Regions from separate parts of the Bicyclus anynana genome. Here region 1 is linked to region 2. Evidence: chromatin contacts called from public Hi-C data. All regions are on one chromosome and are shown on one strand. Each heading gives the region's core, a stretch centred on a gene start, on an enhancer-like site or on the middle of the called end of the contact. The rest is flanking DNA. Distances are from core to core; before and after follow the strand shown. Region 1 overlaps LOC112045235 (probable ATP-dependent RNA helicase DDX46). Region 2 holds the start of LOC112051896 (hairy/enhancer-of-split related with YRPW motif protein 1).

The links. Hi-C and Micro-C count contacts between places; a contact is called where the count stands out from the background.
Region 1: a Hi-C map of whole larva shows a contact between it and region 2, with 3 times the contacts expected there. The contact joins the enhancer-like site here to the promoter of LOC112051896 in region 2. A contact is called at or near these places in 2 of 2 Hi-C or Micro-C datasets (whole body and whole larva).

The regions. Positions count from the first base shown.
Region 1 is chr19:4,755,224-4,760,597 of ilBicAnyn1.1, reverse strand. LOC112045235 (probable ATP-dependent RNA helicase DDX46) reads left to right here. Exons shown (of 18, transcript XM_024081340.2): 10 at 587-748; 11 at 1,201-1,320; 12 at 1,989-2,196; 13 at 3,329-3,491; 14 at 4,193-4,404. Among protein-coding and RNA genes, the nearest start is that of LOC112045235, 9.0 kb to the left of the region's middle. Within about 2 kb of position 2,352, at least 6 of the 8 cell types and tissues checked have open chromatin away from gene starts, as enhancers often do.
Region 2 is chr19:4,475,968-4,481,360 of ilBicAnyn1.1, reverse strand. It overlaps LOC112051896 (hairy/enhancer-of-split related with YRPW motif protein 1), which reads left to right and starts at 2,003. Exons shown (of 3, transcript XM_024090731.2): 1 at 2,003-2,156; 2 at 2,458-2,598; 3 at 3,864-5,393. The coding sequence starts at 2,467. The coding sequence ends at 4,898.

The sequences.
Region 1 (5,374 bases), core at 1,103-3,602, 280 kb before region 2:
CATGGTAGTTACTGCCTTAGCCAACCCTGACAAGGCCCAGTCCAATAAAAATCATCCCTTAATATGCTCTCGACGCTTAGAGGCGTAACTCCAGGGGTGAGAATTTCTTGAAGGAAAGAGTAAAAACTAAAACTCAATCCTTAAGGTTGAATTTGCTCTGAATTTGGAATTTTATTGAATATTCGATCATATTTAAAGACCTTTAGGTATAATTTTCTTAACCAATAATTAAAACTGTCAAAGCAAAATTGGCCAGTTTTTAAGTGAATTTTTCTACATGATTGTGCATCCTTTTATTATAAGAGGTCATCATCATCGTGTTACCTTTATCCCACTTAAGTGGGGTAGGAAAAATATGTCAATCTTTTGCATTCGTCTCTGTTACTCGTCAACTCATCATCCACTCCTTTTACACACATGTCCTCTTTAACACAATCCAACCATCTCTCCTTTTGCCTTCCACTTCTTTTACACACATGTCCTCTTTAACACAATCCAACCATCTCTTCGTTTTGCCTTCCTCTCCTCTTATGTCCTTCCACTTGCACCGTAGAGGTCAATGGATACATAATATATTTCGTCATAGATAGCGGAGCTGAAGCGCGGCGCCGAGATGATAGTGTGTACGCCTGGTCGCATGATCGACATGCTGGCCGCCAACTCGGGCCGCGTCACCAACCTGCGCCGTGTCACCTACATCGTGCTGGACGAAGCCGACCGCATGTTCGACATGGGCTTTGAGCCGCAGGTCAGCGGTGAACCTACTATTCAATAGTTCTGCATAATCCTTTCTCAACGGACATCTATTAACTCTAAACTACCTCACTGCCTTTTATCTTTATACGTCTAGCGGTTCTCGATATTTCAGTGACTTTTATATATTTAGATATCAATGAACTGTATAGGATTGAATCCCTACTTGGTGGACCAACGACATTGAACCGAACTGCAGGCCCATTATGTATCTCGGTGTACCGTTCAAATTTTAAAAAAATAACCTTAAATGCACCATTTTTCATTAAGTGGTACCGTTATTTTGTTTCTATGATCATCTCACATGATTTTTTATTGTGTCATTTCGTTGAAAACACAATGTTAGATGATTGCAAAATACGATGAAAAACGATATAGTTACAGATTACTTGAATCGTAAACCGAGTTACATAATAACGTTAAATGTGTAACGTTTTGTTTAATTAGGTGATGAAGATAATCGACAACGTGCGACCCGACCGACAAACCGTGATGTTCAGTGCTACCTTCCCGCGGCAGATGGAAGCGCTCGCGAGGCGAATTCTGCAGAAACCTATTGAAGTTCAGGTACACCATAGACAAAGACCTGTTTGTTTTTTTGTGCGTGGAGGAAAAGTCCCCATGGACATCGGCCGACTTAGGTGTGACTTGCACAGAACTAAACAACCTCCCGTAGAATCCTTGGTCAGCACGGCACATAACCATAAACATCTGAAGCAATAATAAATACTAGACTACGTTTTTCCTTCTACAATGTAGGCTCCAAATCCTCTCTCTTATAAAGGGCCTTGATAAGGAAACCTTTTATTGTATATGAATGGTCCACCACAAGGAAGTGGGTCATAGGCTAATAGACGAAACCTCCATTAAAATTGGATATTAAGGAAATTCCAACCTAAAAAACAAATATTTTCACTAGCTTCGCTTATTCTTTCCTACTCCTAAACCCCAACAAACATTTCAAGACCAAGATAAGATAAATCCGTTCAGCTTTTCTCGAGTTTCTCGAGTTGACTAACTAACAGCATTTCATTTCTATATATTTATATATAAGGTTCTTTACTCCTTGAAAAAAAAAATACTTTGTGGTCCAAAAATATATTTATTTGAATTTTGCTAACTTTAAGTTTTAAGTTTGAGCAAGTTTACTTAGTTTATACTACTAGTTTTTAGCTAACTAGGTACTAACTTTTTAGTTCAAAGATGATTCAAATTAGTACAATATTTTATTGTAGGTGGGTGGCCGCAGCGTAGTGTGCAAGGAAGTAGAACAACACGTGGCCATATTAGAAGATGACGCGAAGTTCTTTAAGCTTCTAGAACTGTTGGGGCTGTACAGTCAGATGGGCAGTATCATTGTCTTTGTTGACAAACAGGAAAACGCTGACAGCCTCCTCAAGGATCTGATGAAGGCGTCGTATTCTTGCATGAGTTTACATGGGGGTAAGTCGTTATTGTTTTGAAGTACATAATTAGTTAATTGGAAAGCGATATTCTAAACAAATTACATAAACGAGTCATCGAAAGCGACATCTATAGGCAAATCACATAACTAAGTACTGGAAAGCGACATCTATGGGCAAACTACGCGACTGAGCCGTCGGAAGCGACATCTATAGCCATTTTATGTAACTTAATCGTCCAAAAGTGACATCTATAGGTAAACTACAGAAGTGAGTCGTCGAATGCGTCTTCTACAAGCAAACTACATAACTGAGTCGCCGAAAGCGACATCTAGAGGCAAACTATACAACTGAGTCGTCGAAAGCGTCATCTATAGGCAAACTATGTAACTTAGTCGCCGAAAGCGACATAGTAGATGGGCAAATTACATAACTTAGTCATCAAAAGCAATATGTGCTTATTAATATTAGATTATTTATTAGGCTGATTACATTTACACTCTTATTTTAATATGCTGTGATTTACATATCTGTATTGTATTTTTACATAGATATTTTAGAGACGGAAATATAGAAAACCTTACTAAAACTGATCAATTTTTATTTCAGCTTCTGTTCGTGTACAGAGGGGACATATTTGCGTGACATTTATAAAATTTGTGAAAGTGTGTACTGCCTCCATAAAAAAATTTTGCGAAATTAAATTTAATTATTAGTTTTAAATAACTTATTTTGCCATAACTTCGTGAAACTATTTTGTGATTATTTACATTGGTTTCAAACGACTGTCAAGAAGAATGCAAATAGCAATAATTAGAAATATATTATTTCTTTTAATTTTTAAAAAGTCCTACCGACTGCGCCAATTTTAAAGATAGGAAACAAAATATTTTATTTAATAATAATATTAATCGTTTATTCTCTATAAAACTGTAACATAATAGGGAAAAATAGCTTAACATTATAATTCATGGATGAGTAACAGGTATCTAAACTAAGAAAGAACTTGTATTATAGACACCTGTGCTCTTCCCTGCAAAGAGTATATTAAAAATAAATGATTACTGAAAAGAATGTCATTCCTTATTTCTGTTTTAATTATAAAAGGAGGCAGTATACCAAATCAATACTGTGTTAAAAGAGACGAATATATTAATAGTGGCCTGTTACAGGTATTGATCAATTCGACAGGGACTCGACGATCGTTGACTTCAAGTCTGGCAAGGTGAAGCTGTTGGTAGCCACCAGCGTCGCGGCGCGCGGGCTCGACGTCAAACAGTTGGTGCTGGTCGTCAACTACGACTGTCCCAATCACTACGAGGATTACGTGCACAGGTTAGTGTGGACAGAGATTACTGAGGAAAGGTAATGTAGCATAGACTAATGAAAAATATTTGGTGACTGAGCAGTACAAACTTTTTACCTTTATCTCAAAGAAAACAAGGAGGAAGTTTTCACCCTCCTTGTTTTCTTTAGACCATACGATTGAAGTGGAACTTCTTTCTAATATAAAAAACAAAGCGCCATCTATGAGCCTCAGGCATAACTGCATCGCAACAGGTTCTTGAAGCGTACAAAAAGGGATTGTTTCAAAGTTCTCTTAGAACACCATCTACTGGTAGTTTAAAATAACAAACACTGTTTCACTATGCCTGTAGATGGCAGCACGCATCTTAGAAGCCTCACTTTTAGTTGTCTGAGATTAGGGCAGCAGAGCCATACTTTTGCTGTTAATCTTGCCTATGTCTTTGTACTTTTTAACCGACTTCCAAAAAGGAGGAGGTTCTACGTACGGTTGTAAGTATGTTTTTTTTTATGTATGTCCAGCGATATTTCCGTCATTTATGGACCGATTTTGAAAATTCTTTTTTTGAAGGGTTTACTTCCAGGGTGGTCCCATTCTTTTCATGTCAGGATCTGATGATGACATCGTGGAGAAATCGAGGGGTGATACATTTAGAGCGGGTTTCACTTGGTCAGTCCAGCGCAATGAATGGTAAATATCAATGAAATTGTGAAACTGTCGTTGTATACAGATGCGGGCGGACCGGGCGCGCCGGCAACAAGGGCTACGCGTGGACGTTCCTGACGCCGGAGCAGGGCCGCTACGCGGGCGACGTGCTGCGCGCGTTCGAGCTGGCGGGCACGCCGCCGCCGCCCGAGCTGCGCCAGCTGTGGGACACCTACAAGGAGGCGCAGGAGAAGGACGGCAAGAAGGTGCACACGGGTGGCGGCTTCAGTGGGAAAGGTGAGCAACAATCTTCCTTACGCTGTAGCAGGTCTGCCACGCTGTGCGAGCTGTGTCAGATGTGGGACACGTACGAGGAGGCGCAGGAGAAAGACGGCAAGAAGGTGCACACGGGCGGCGGCTTCAGTGGAAAAGGTGAGCAACAATCTTTCTTACGCTGTAGCAGGACTGCCACGCTGTGCGAGCTGTGTCAGATGTGGGACACGTGCTAAGAGGTGCAGGAGAAGGACGGCAAGAAGATTCACACAGGCGGCGGATTCAGTGGGAAAAGAGATGGTCCATTTCAGGTCCACTCTTGTACCCCATATCATTAAAATTTAAAAAATACAAGTATTTTAGTGATTTATTAAAGTGAATAAATGTAACTAAATAAAAAGAAATAAATAAAATTAAAACCCAAGTTTTTGAGTAATATCAAGATGGAGCCCTTAAAGCAACTATGACATGACAATTGACAGCAAACGTCAAATCGATTACTGCATTGAAAACGTCATCAATCCGCCATTATTACCCGTATTAGTGTTGCATTTCTTGGGAGATAATGAATATTATTTCGAAATAATTAAAATAAATTCGTAGATTTGTGTAATCAAAAATAGTTAAAAAAAAATATTTCCTTTTATTTCCGCTAGGGTTCATTGACTGGACTTGAGCTCCATACAATTTTGGACCATCTTCTTTGATAAGCGATTCTACAAGTATGTACTTCGTTCAGTGGATTGCCTAAGCATTTTCTAAGCAAGTTGTAAAACTTTATTACGCACACTGCCAAGACCATCTTAGAAGTAGGCGTAAGTTTGTGAATGTGTTACGAAGAATGTAGTCGACAAGCGCCACCTGTAGTACCACCACAAAACTACGACACAAACCCAACGCTGAATTCGTTTAGTCTATCTATACATATATAACAGCATACTTACTGTGAAGTTACTAGTAGAAGCATATGGAGTAAAGCAATTTCGATACGTGA
Region 2 (5,393 bases), core at 754-3,253:
AATGAATTTAATAGGTAATCATAAATTACCAATAAAATAATAATATCGTCGAAGCCATTGAACAATTTTAAAATAAATAAAAACAATAAACAATTAATTTAAATAAGTACCCCAACATTTAATTCTATTATCCCATAGAGTTTTAAACTTTTAACACAGCACAGGCACAGGCTATTTGAGAATTCGGGTCGGCGCGCGCTAATTTCTACCTGCTAAAAAAAACCGAGGACCAATTTAAACTTGTGCCTCCTTTCTTGCATTCATTTGTTAAGCTTTTTTGTTGCCTTTTGTCCTTTGACGCAGCACGCCGCCAAAGTAAAGCGGCCTCTTAGATTTTAAAACCGTTTTGAAAATCGAATACCTCTTTCTACTCTACTGTCATTCGTTAAACGTTTACAGACATTTGTGTAATTACGGGTGATTTGTTTTTATTTAACTGCGGTAATCAGTTTAGGGTGGAGGTGTCATAAAATATTTATGTTTGGCAATTATTTTACGGTTATTTTTAAAAAAAAAGGCTTCACCGACATAGATATTATTGCTCAGGCACAGCAATAAAAGCAGTAATATTTTTGTTTTTACAAAAGGTTTATATAGTGTGCTAACGGTTTTTAAATTTACATAGGACTAGGTACTTCCTAGTAGGTAACAAAATAATCTTAATATTTACTTGCCTTTTATAAAAATTACTTTGTTTCAAAAATCGATGTTATTATTTAGTTTAATGTAGATTTTAACTACTAAGTATACGGAGTTTTATTGAGCCTGCACGGAAGCCTCCAGACATGACTTCATGCCTTTTTCCGACATTTTCATAAGTAATTTTCAGCCACTAAAATGAAATAAGTACATATATAAAGCAAAAAGCACCAAAATATACGTAAATAATTCATGAAATTGAAAACAGCAGGAAAATCAATACAATTAATTGTTTTAGAGTTTATTGGGTTTACATATGCGACAGAAAGTTTTCAACACTGATATCTATAGATGAAATATTTGTATTTTTGTATGTAACGAATAAACTACTGCATTGATTTGAAAAATTCTTATCAGGGATTAAAATAGGCTACATTTTATTCCCGTATTCCAACTGGTATAGGAACTACGCGGCTTATACGAGGTTGACATGACATTACACGTGAACGTATATTCACGTGCCCACTAAGGTGTTACAATGTGTTATTGGGTTAAAGATTACTTGAACGATGTCCGATGAAGTTAATTTACGTGATATTTAGGTATAGATATCAAATCATTATGATAATTGTCTTCCTTTGACTAAAATAGAAAATCTCAAAATGTTTGTTTGGGTAAGTATATTAAGTAACCTGGGAAATCGAATTAAATCATTGATGACTAATAAGTAGGTCCATAAGTACGTACTTTATGTACCTAATCTGTGTCAGGAAATGCAAAAAAAAAAATGTTAAAGGGGTTTTTAAATGTTTTACTTTTTTTTTGTTTTATTTAATATTTTTTAAACTTTTGCTATGTATTGAACATATTCTTAATTTAAAATTATTTAACTACCTTTAACAGGTTATTTTAAAAACTATACTACAACCTTTCTTGATGAGTGTTTCCAACAAAAAAATTAAAAATGAAATTAGAAAACGCATGTCATTTCATAACTTATTTATTTTAAATTATGTACGGTTTGCTTATAAAATGTTATATAAATTATATTAACCATATCTAATTGGTTAAAGCTTACTAATCAAATTTATTTTCATTCATTTACGAACTAGTTAATTATAATTATTATTAGGTGTGAAATGACTGATTTATACCCTCATTTCTAATTTGTTTGTTGGTAAACATTATTCATCAAGAAAGGCTATTTATATTATACTAGGTATATAACAAGGGCATGTCCAAATCTACAAAAAAAAAAGAACGCTAAACCCAAGACAGTAACTCCTTCAAAGCTATTTTATGGGTACCCCAAACAGCGCTCAGGAGACACGCACGGTAAATTGATCCCATGACCACACGTGGCTATGAATGGCAGGGATGGGACGGGAGGCACGGGACGCGGGGAGGGTGAAGGGAAGGCTTTTTTCAGGCAGTACCACTCGAACCTCGGTCGGCGACGCGCGTGTCGTACGTAGAACTAAACGGAACATTTAAAATATCGACGTGTTTGTAACAAGGTTAGCTCACTAAAATTTCTATACAAACTTATATCTGAATGAACTCGATCAGTGCATATATTTAAAGGTTTTTCACTTTTGATAAATTATAATCGTTGTCGTATTTTATATCAGTGAATTTTAATATTGTAAGTGTTATAGACGTATTTAAAGACGCGCTCCAAAAAGTAGCCTAACAACTTTTAATACATTTTTAAGAGCTGAATTTGTTAAGTATAAAAAATAACTCCCTGAGGAATTTGGAATTTAATAGTGATTATAATTAAGGTTAATAATTAATAATAAATTACTGTGTTGTCAGGTAAATAAAATGGATCCGGCGCCTTTGTCGAAGACGGCGAAATACAAGAAAATAACGAAGCCTTTGCTCGAGAGGAAGCGACGAGCGCGAATCAATAGATGTCTCGACGAGCTAAAAGATCTCATGGTCGGGGCTTTAGAGGTAAGTTATTTCAATATATGCATTTCTATACTATGATATGTTTATTCTATATATCTTTTAAATATAACCAATATTAATTTTTCTAACTAGTCGTAAAGACATAGAATTGAATGCTATACTGGTGTAACAGGATGGTTTCGAACCTATGATCTTTAGGTGTTCAGTCCGACCCCTATTACCATAAAGCTAAGGTTAATAAATACTAGAAAATAGCAGTTTTATAGATTATAGTTTAAGCTTTATTGGGGGAATATAATGATTGTAATGTTCTAACAAATAATGGAGTTGAAATGTTTCTTATTAAAAATAATGAATTTGAAGATTACAAATTTTTTTGAAGCATAATAAAGGGAAACTTTGCTACGCGAATCTCAGTGTTTGCTAAATATGTGATTATAATTCAAGATAAGACTTTCATATTTAGGTATACCTACCTACCTAATTTTAGAAATAAGCATTATATACATTTAGTGTTGTGTTGTAGAGATCATATTGTTAGTTTTTCAAATATAAGGTAAAATTAAATGGGACGGACTGACGGGAATGTAACAATAGCGCATTATTTATGTCCCTTGGAATTTTTACCTGAGACGCCATTTTTATTGTACAAGTCATCTTCAACGTTTACGAAGATTTTGCAATGATTGTAAAATAAAATGAATATGATCCATTAAGTATGCATATTCTATGTATTTAACTAAGACAAACGAATATTAGATATACCTAAATGCGGAAGTATTTTAATACATTTCATCTCTTAACCGTTTTTAATGAGTTTTGGTATGGAGATAAGTTGGATCTTGAAACAGAACTTAAGCTACTTTTTATTTCGGAAAATCTATACTTAACATGGGATTTGTTAAAAACAGAATCTCATATGAAACGAGCCGCAGGCTTCCACTAGTGAAACAATAAAGCTCAATTCAAAAACTTAAATAATTCCAATACAAAAGTTAACAACAATTCAAAATTCTTACTGCCCATTAGCGGAGACAGCCGTAATTTATGTAAACTTATTAAAAAAACACTTACTCGAGTCGTCAAAGCGCAATCCATCTTACGTTCGCACGCCATTTATTTATATCAAGGACCGGTTGTCCTTTTGTTTATCCGAGAGCCTATTTACAGCGAGACCGTAGCAAACTGGAAGCAAGCTTAAATGTCCGTTAATAAACAGGGCAACAGTTATATTAATGTGACGTTTAACTCCCGTAACATGAGACGCACCTGCCCTTTAGTTCAATCTATTTTATTTTTGTCCCCAGATCGATGACGACAACCTGAGCAAGTTGGAAAAGGCAGATATCCTTGAGTTAACTGTTAATCACCTCACAAAGTTGCACAGGCCTAAAGATCCCGTTATAGAAGCGAAGAAGTTCCAAGCGGGGTTTGGACAGTGTGCTGCGGAAGCATGCAGATTTATAATGTCAGTTCCTGACTTAGATTCGAAAGTGAGTCAGAATCTGGTCGGACATTTATCGAGGCTGATTACGTCAGAGCCTTTGACTATTCAAGTACCAGAAAGACCCACGTTTTCACCACCCGTTTCGCCATCCTCTGTTGTGTCTGACCGACATCATTATTACAGCGACCACGATAGATCTTCTTCAGACGCTGAAGATTCAGTTTACTCAGACAGCGCTTCCAAACAGTGGTCGTACACGCGCCAAAATAAACAAAACGCGCCTATTGCTGGCCTACTGACTACAGTTGACAAATTGGCACCACACCACACAGAACACGGCCCAGTGAATGGCCACCGAAACGGGGCGTACTTCAACAAAGTCCCAGCTGAAGCCAAAGACATTATATTGCAGAAAATCAGACAACACATAATGGACAAACGCGGTCATGAAAACATTTCAAACATCGACTTGAACGCTATCCCCGAAGTACATCCAGAACAGAGATACGTTCGCGAAGAAATGTACAGAGATGACGCCGCGTATTACCCGCAAAGTTACCCGAACAACAACGACACTTTGGATCTAAGGAAAGTCCGCTCACCGGCAAAACCAACGAACGTAACACATTCGCCAAAAGAGCAAGCTGCATACGAAACGATCAAAGAAGTAGAACCGACAGTAGAAAGAAAATTACCTATTCCAGAACAATGCGAATTACCTATGGATTACAACAATTTGCCGCCAAAAAAGAAAAGGAAACTGATCGAGTACCAGGAATACAAAAAACAAGAGGAGGCGAGACGGCAATTAGACGCTTACTACGCAGAGAAAAGAGACCGACTTGAAGGACCGGTGGACCACGACATAGAAGCCAATAAGTGGCGTCCTTGGTAGATCTTTCATATAAGTTATCAACAGTAATTTGAGAAACTAAAACTCAGCATACCACTTGAAGACTGAAGTCCGTTATTTAGAGATAAGTAATATAAATGAAGACCCGTATGAGGTTTATTATTTAGGTTCGTCCCTTCTCGTGCGAGGAAACTATTGCGGCGATGATATTTAAGGGATGATGCCATACAAAATCCTCACAATTCTGCTCTTGTTAATGTTAATATAATGCGATGTTTTATTGAATCGATTGCATTATTGAAGTTGACTTTTACATTGTGATAATAATTCTTCCATGACAAAGCTTTAATTCGTTATAAATTATAAATATTAGTTGTTAGTTCACAGATGTGCCTTATTTAAGAAATTTAATTTACTAAGTTTAGTACCTATAGTAAGTTAGTTGTATAAATTAAAGATTTTTCACATGTATATGTGCCATGTATGTTGATCTCTATGTCTTCCCAATAGATTTGAAATCATTTTACTATGATTGAG